2 separate regions of the Sus scrofa genome follow, and region 2 is linked to region 1. A link is a contact called in public Hi-C data. All regions are on one chromosome and are shown on one strand. Each heading gives the region's core, a stretch centred on a gene start, on an enhancer-like site or on the middle of the called end of the contact. The rest is flanking DNA. Distances are from core to core; before and after follow the strand shown. Region 1 holds the start of HADH (hydroxyacyl-CoA dehydrogenase). Region 2 holds the start of SGMS2 (phosphatidylcholine:ceramide cholinephosphotransferase 2).

Region 1 (3,581 bases), core at 515-3,014:
ACCTAGAATTTTTGGTGTGCCTATGTCTGCCTTTTTGTGTAGCACAACACTCTTCTTTAGCCAATAATAGATACAATATTCCAGGAACTGAGCAACCTAAACTTGTACAAAAGCTGAAGTGAAGCTTTCTACTTAATTTCTAATCCTCTTCCACTTCAAGGTACCATCAACAATAGATTTTGGACCCATCTCCTATATTGTTATTGGGGGCTTAAGGCCCTAATATCTTCTGAAATGTTGTTTAGATGTTTCTAAACAAATATGTCATTTTCTTTACCTGCCACAACAAATCTCACTCTCACAGCACAGAGAGATTTGGGTGGAGTAGCGAGATACAAAATGTGCTCTTTTGATTATCATGTAATATAATGCATGGAACTTTCAGTTAAAGAGACTTACTCCTCCCTTTCACAAATAATAAAGATTATGAGGACACCATAACCCAGCATTCAGAACATGTACACAATAAAAAGAGTCCCAAAACATGATCTGAAAAGAAATGGGAGCCTGTCAGAAGGATAAAACATTAATGAAAAACAGATTTTAGGAGAAAAAGCAACCAAATTAATAGTTGTTTAAAAAAAAATAACAACCTGCAGGGTGGGAAAAATTAAGATACATAATGACAATAAAAGATTTTTCTAAAAAGCAAGCACAGAAGCAAGGACTTGGTTGGAAATAGAACTAAGAAAAATTAATCTTTTTCAAAATTGAAGCCACTGAAGGTACTTCCCCCCCAAAAAAACTAGATCAATGCCTCCCCTGTCCAACAATACTAGTAGCAAGGGCTGAAATGCTAAGAAGATAATCAGCTAGGCTATGAAAATCACGGTTCCCCAATACAACCTGGAATGTAACCGCTAAAAATCAATAAAGTACAAGTACCACAGTATCTAGATAATAACTGCACAACTGTCCCTGAATCACAGCTCAGGTGGAACAGGGCAGAGTCCTGAAGATCCACAGCGAGATTAATGAGCTACCCCTTCAGAGCCCTTGGCCCCTCTACCTCCCGCTCCCACTCTCCCCAGCACCAGAGGGCATTAGGTCAAAGAGGCCCCGCGCAGCAGCAGCTGGTGGCGTCCCAGGGCCTCACAAGCTCCGATAAGATAACTTTTACAAAATGCTACAAAAGTGCTGACTACTATTAACCTTTGTAATCCAGCAAGCATAGGAAACACTCGGAAGAAGACCATTTCGAAGAGCAGAAAACTACTCTGACAATAACTGCAGAATTATTTAAAAAAAAAAAAAAAAACCACCGATAAAAATTAAACCCGATCGCAGTCCAGGTCTCGGGACGCACACCCTCGGAAACGGAGGCTCGGCCAAAAGACACCAGATCTTTGAGGGAGTGCAGACTCACGGGTCTAGGCATTTCAACTACACGGGCAGGGGGACAGGGGAGGAGGGGAAATTCTCCAGGTCTCTCGGAGCTACACCCCGCCGGGTCGCGGCCCGCCAGAGCTCTCAGGTTAGCGTAGGCAGCAAGGCGAGCGGAGAGCGCTGCCCGCCGGGCGGCCCACCTGGGCAATGCCTGCGCCCATCAGCCCGCCGCCGATGACCGTCACGTGCTTGACGAGGATTTTCTTCGCCGAGGCCGCGGCGGTGGACGAGGAGGACAAGGAGCGCACGAGCTGCCTGGTTGCGAAAGCCATGGTGCAGACGAAGGCGGCGACAGCAACAAGACCGGGCGGAGAAGGTAACCGCAGGCGGCTGAGGCAAGAGTAGCAAGACGACCCCTGGGCTTGGACACCCAGGAAACCCAAGGTCCGCGCGCCCTGGGCGTGGCTGTGCGTCTCCGACGACAGGGCGGAGCCTCGCGATTCGCTTTTCTCATTGGTGGAGACCCCAGGGGCCGCGTTCGAACGTCGGAGCGCGGCGTCTCCGCCCAAGTGGGCGGGCACGGCCACAGCGTTGCGCTGCTGAGCTCGCTGGCCGGGCTGTCCCTCCGCAGTCAGAGGGAAGAGGAGGGGCAGTTAGCGCGCCCATCCCCGCGCAGGCCCAAAGCGGAGGGCGGCCTTATAAGGGGGAGGATGCGGTGTTGTTTTGTTAAATCCTCGCTTAGGATGCTAGTGCATAACTCGACCCTGAATAAATACGTGTTATTTCGGTTTTGATGATAAGAGACTCCCAAATGAGCACCTTCAGTTCACGTCATCAAATAACCAAATCTAGGAATTATTTCGGCCTTGTGTACATTGTTCCTGATAAAACGGAAGGAAACGAACTGCTCGGACGCAAAGCAAATGTCTAGTAACCCATGAATTCCAATGCAGAGATCGGGGTCAGAGAAAGAGAGTTGATATTGCCCATTTCCACTTTACAAGTCCTGAATGTGTGAATGGTAAGATCAAAGAGAAACCTCTGTGGAGATAAAAATGGAAAGGAAAGTCTTTCAAAGTACTGGAAGACTTGATAGTAATTAGGCCAGTAGTCCCCCTCCTGTGAATAATTCCTAGTTACTGTACTTTAATAATGAAGAATTTTTTAATTAATTTATTTATTGTTTTAGGGCCGCACCTGCGGAATATGGAAGTTCTTGGGCTGCCGGTCAAATCAGAGCTGCAGGTCCTGGCCTGCACCTCAGGCACAGCAAGAGGATCTGAGCTGCATCTGCGACCTACTTCGCAGCTTGTGCAATGCCAGATCCCTAATTCACTGAGGGAGGCCAGGGATCAAACCACATCCTTGTGGATACTATTCAGATTCTTAACCTGCTGAGCCACAGTGGGAACACCTAGTAACACAGAATTTGTATTATTTTTATATTATTTTTGAATATGTAATAAGGACCCACAGACTCACCATCCAAAGTCAGCATCCTCCTGTTGGAAGTAACTTTCATAGTAAATACTATGTTCACCATTCCTTTGCTTTGATCTCTTTTTTTTCCCTTTCTTTCTTTTATGGTGGTACCTGGGGCATATGGAAGTTCCCTGGCTAGTGATGGAATCCCTGCTGCAGCTCCAGCTGTGGTGAAGCCGGATCCTTTAACCCAGTACACAGAGAGGATCAGAGGTGCACCTCTGCAGCAACCCAAGCCACTGCAATCAGATTATTAACCCACTGTGCCACAGCAGGAACTCCTTCATTTTTATTTCTAATATTGTAAAAATATGGGAGAAGCACTGGTGTGGAGGCTTGGGACATTATTAAGAGGATCATTATTGGCTGAAGAGACAGTGTCACATCCAAATAATTAAAGTCCATTAAGTGCTCCAATGTAGCAATCAATAGGACTGAAATTGGAATAGGAAGATTGCATAGGGAACCTAGTAAATTGAAGGAAAAAAATTAGCCAGTTTATGAAGAAAAGAGGATTTTAGACAGAGGAAGCAGCACATGATAAGATAGAAATGTAAAAAAAAATATTGCCACAGGAAATTTGACATGATTAGAAGTGAAGCTAGGTTGGTGGACTAGGGGGATGCACAGATGATTCTTTATTTGAATTTTAATTTTTCATTCTCATTTATAAGTTGTGTCTAATCTAATGTAAGGCCAAAGACTTTTTTTATTTCTCTCTTTTTGGCCATACCCACAGCATGCGGAAGTTCTCAGGCTAGGGACTGAACCCA
Region 2 (3,581 bases), core at 534-3,033, 140 kb after region 1:
TCCCTTTTGTCAATTTCTGCCACTACTCTAACTCTGTCTAAACAGTGAATGGCAGTTCCCCTGATATGGAGTGGAAACCAAAAATCTTTTCAGGTGTTCACACAGAAGCCTTTAACTTCCTGAAGACATCACTTCAGACTCTGAGGAACTTGCCAAAGGATTCCACATGCTAAACCTCAGCCCACCAGGTTTATAAGTAGGAAATTTTGTGAAAATTAACTGGTGATTACCCAAGCCGGCTGAACACACTGTTTATTCATATACAAACTGTTAAAATTTGTTCAGGTCTGCTTTGTGCCTGACATTATGAGAGGTCCTCTGACCTTTAATCCTCATTACTGTGCTCTGAAGTAGTTATAGTCCCATTTTATTGGTTCAGAGGTTTAATGTCACTGACTGAGAACCCACAGTTTATAGATGAGACTAGGAGTGAAACCAAGGATTTCAAAAGTTAAGTTCAAAATCCACGCCCACCTAGAGACACTAAACAGTTGAATCTCTTCAAAAACGTAACATACATGTCAAAATGATGTTAAGATCATATTAAAGCAGGCAAGATGAAATAGAAGAATGGCAGACTGATATAAAAAAATTACAGACCATAACATGTGCATTGTTTCAAGACGTAGCCACGGGCTATTAACCATTATCCATATCTCAGAGAGGTAGACAGATCCATTTCCACCTACTTGCGCTGAAACACCAAGGCTCCTTTCCCTTAAGGGGAGCAGCTCTAGAATGCCAAACGCTGAAATATTTCAGTGTGGCAGCTCAGAGCTGGGCTATCACGGTTCACACATCATCAGTAAGTGCCTCTCAAAAAAGCTCAGAGACAGTCCCTCCTCCACGTCCTGAACTTCAACCCTGACCTCCAGAGTGGCTCTGGACAATCTAGGTTCAATCTGTGTCTTTCCAACGCCAGGACCTAGTTACCTGAAATGGTTGCAAATGAATGAGGCTAATGCTCAGAGAAGGAGACGAAGCTACACCGTCCATCCTTAATCAGGCAAAATCAAGGAAGGATGCCCTGGGGCGGGGCGCTTGGGGGCCGAATTAGAGCCACGTCCGCGTTCTCAGTCCACCCTCGCGCACCCGCGCTACGCCCGCCGCGCCGCTTTTCAGCCCATCCTCCCCCGCCAGCCTCTCGGGCGCTCCTTACCCGCTCTCAGCTGGGGCTCCAGACCTTCCCAGCGCAAGGCACTCGCTCCCCCGCCGGGATCTGCCAGGGGACGGAGCCCGCAGCCGCCGCCGCCGCAGATGCCCCCGGCCGAAGCCGCTGGAAAGTTTACTCGGGGTCTCGCCCTCTCGTGCCTCGGCCCCGCCAGGGAAGCTGCTCTCCGGGTCCCTCCCGCGGCTGCCGCCTTCGAGGCCGCTTTCAGCGGCGCTGCAGTACCGGCCAGGCTCGGGCGGCCGCGGACGGCTCCGTGCGGCCGAGGGCGGGGTCTCCCCGCCCAGCTCAGCCCGCGGCACGGCGCTCGGTGTTTACCGCGGCCCCGCGGCCCGGCTGCCCGCTCTCCCCGCCCGCCGCCCTGCGCGCTCCTGACATCATTCATTCTCTCACACCCTCGCCCGCCCACTCCATTTCCAAACAGTGACTCACCCGGCGGCACCCGCTCCCGCTGCTGTAGCCCTCCAGACGCAGAGCGGAGCTCGAAAAACCGGTGCGACTTCTTAAGAAGAAAACCCCAGCCGACGTTTCCCGGCTCCCAACCGTTAAAGGTGCAGGGAAGGAGTGGCTTGGCAGGCAGGGCTGATTGGCTCCGGGCAGAAAGGCTGGAGCGGACCTTCCTTGAGCAGTGACAGAGATCAATCTGGGAAAGTTCTCTGGGTGCCACTCCCTGCAACTTTCAAGGGTGGGGTCAGGAAGGGATCCCCCACCCCCGCACCTCGCCTTATTTGGGACCTGCTTCCTGACATCGGTGTGAGTGGGCTTGTGCACCAGCGGTTACTCACCGGGTATTGCCTGGGCCTAGGTCAAAGAGGTGGGTTTCCAAACCTCACAGGGCTGCCCGGCAGGGTTAGTCATGGGTCCGCACGGTGGTAATTCTAGGTGTGAGCTGGAAGGGTGCTCCAAGTTAATGAGACTAATAATACTTTCCCTTAGGTGACTATCAACCATGCCATTTGTCCTGTTAATTGATTTGCTTCTCATTAAGGATAAAAAACAGTAACCAAAATAAACACCAGAATAAATAGTTCTTTGCTCAACTCAACACTGCGCTTTTCCGCAGCTTTTGGAGCCACAAGGCGGCCCTGTGTGGTTTCTTTGATGAGCTCAGCAGTTATGTTTTTAGAAGGGGTGTTGCCTTCTTTAAAATGGTCAAGGCTCTACATTTCTTGGAGTTGCTATTCATACACCTGCTAGGCAGTTTTCAGAGTAAACGATGGCTGCCTCAGATTCTTACTAGCATGAATCAGAGAGAATTTGCCCAAATCTTTATTGAATTACATTGAGATATGTTTTATGTTAATTTCTACTTTCGGACAGGGTAATTGTTTAGGATTTGAACTAGCTTTTGGGTGATTACACATAATCAACAAAAATAATCCAGAGGCGTGTCTAGGTGCCCAGTACAGAAATCATGGAGGTAAACAACCATCAGTTTATGGTAATTAAACAGGATAGTAATAGAAAAAAAAAATACAGAAAAAACCCTGAAACTGACAACTGTTGTCACCACAGAAATTTCCCCTAAATGAAAATGCTCCTGAAATTAACCAAAGGTTCAACATCTTTGTCCTGGAAAATGCAGTCATTTCAAGCTACTGAAAGGTAAGAACCCAGAAGAGAACACTGACAATTGAAATTTACTTACCTTGGGCTTATTTTTCCTTTTCAATAGGAGTTCGTTTTTTACGAAGCCCAGGCATTTTGCCCAGAAGGCACTAGCAAATGGATTTGTTTGTAGGATGCAAAGTAAATGGAAATTCAAAACAATAGTTTTTATAGACAATCACAGATCTAATCAGAGACTTGGGTCTGCTGTTCACCAGTCCGCTGATGAACACAGAAGGACCAGATTTCAAATGTGTAGCCATAGGCAAGTTTGAGTGAATATTCCATGTACTCCCTACTTTACAACCAACATGTTCAGACATTATGGAGATGTGTTTAAATAAGATTTTCTATAGATTTAAAGAAATGATATTGTGGGCTCTGGGGCCTATGTACATGGGTGAAGTCAGAAAGCTCAAAAGAAGGCCTGGCAACCTACATGCTTTGTTGCAGATGTAAATTCTGCACTCCATCATAGGAAGGTCTCCATTGGCACGGGGGCTGCTTAATGACTAGTTTTGAATTTGTGGTTACTATTGCGCCTCAGTGTAAATATTGTGAAATAAATAACTAGGTGATTTTATTATGTAATTTAAATATCCTCCAGTAAATGTAATAGGCTAATTATGATTGAGTTCCATTCTACTCGTTATCAACATCTGAGAAAGCAAATTATTCATCTTATTTCTATGTTGTGAAAAACACTGACTGACTTGTCCGTCTCACAGTGAGAGGTGATTTTTTTTTTCAACTGAACCTTTTTGTTCTTACAACATATCAAAGTTTACTAAGTCCCCGATTAGTC

Evidence for each region. Hi-C and Micro-C count contacts between places; a contact is called where the count stands out from the background.
Region 2: a Hi-C map of skeletal muscle shows a contact between it and region 1, with 4 times the contacts expected there. The contact joins the promoter of SGMS2 here to the promoter of HADH in region 1. A contact is called at or near these places in 1 of 47 Hi-C or Micro-C datasets (skeletal muscle) and 2 of 2 datasets of contacts at active chromatin or transcription factors (alveolar macrophages and skeletal muscle).

What each region holds. Positions count from the first base shown.
Region 1 is chr8:114,003,746-114,007,326 of Sscrofa11.1, forward strand. It overlaps HADH (hydroxyacyl-CoA dehydrogenase), which reads right to left and starts at 1,765. Exons shown (of 8, transcript NM_214331.1): 1 at 1,527-1,765. The coding sequence starts at 1,658.
Region 2 is chr8:114,144,163-114,147,743 of Sscrofa11.1, forward strand. It overlaps SGMS2 (phosphatidylcholine:ceramide cholinephosphotransferase 2), which reads right to left and starts at 1,784. Exons shown (of 6, transcript XM_013978974.2): 1 at 1,601-1,784. LOC106504747 (a long non-coding RNA gene) reads left to right here and starts at 1,873. Exons shown (of 4, transcript XR_002346838.1): 1 at 1,873-1,982; 2 at 2,684-2,773.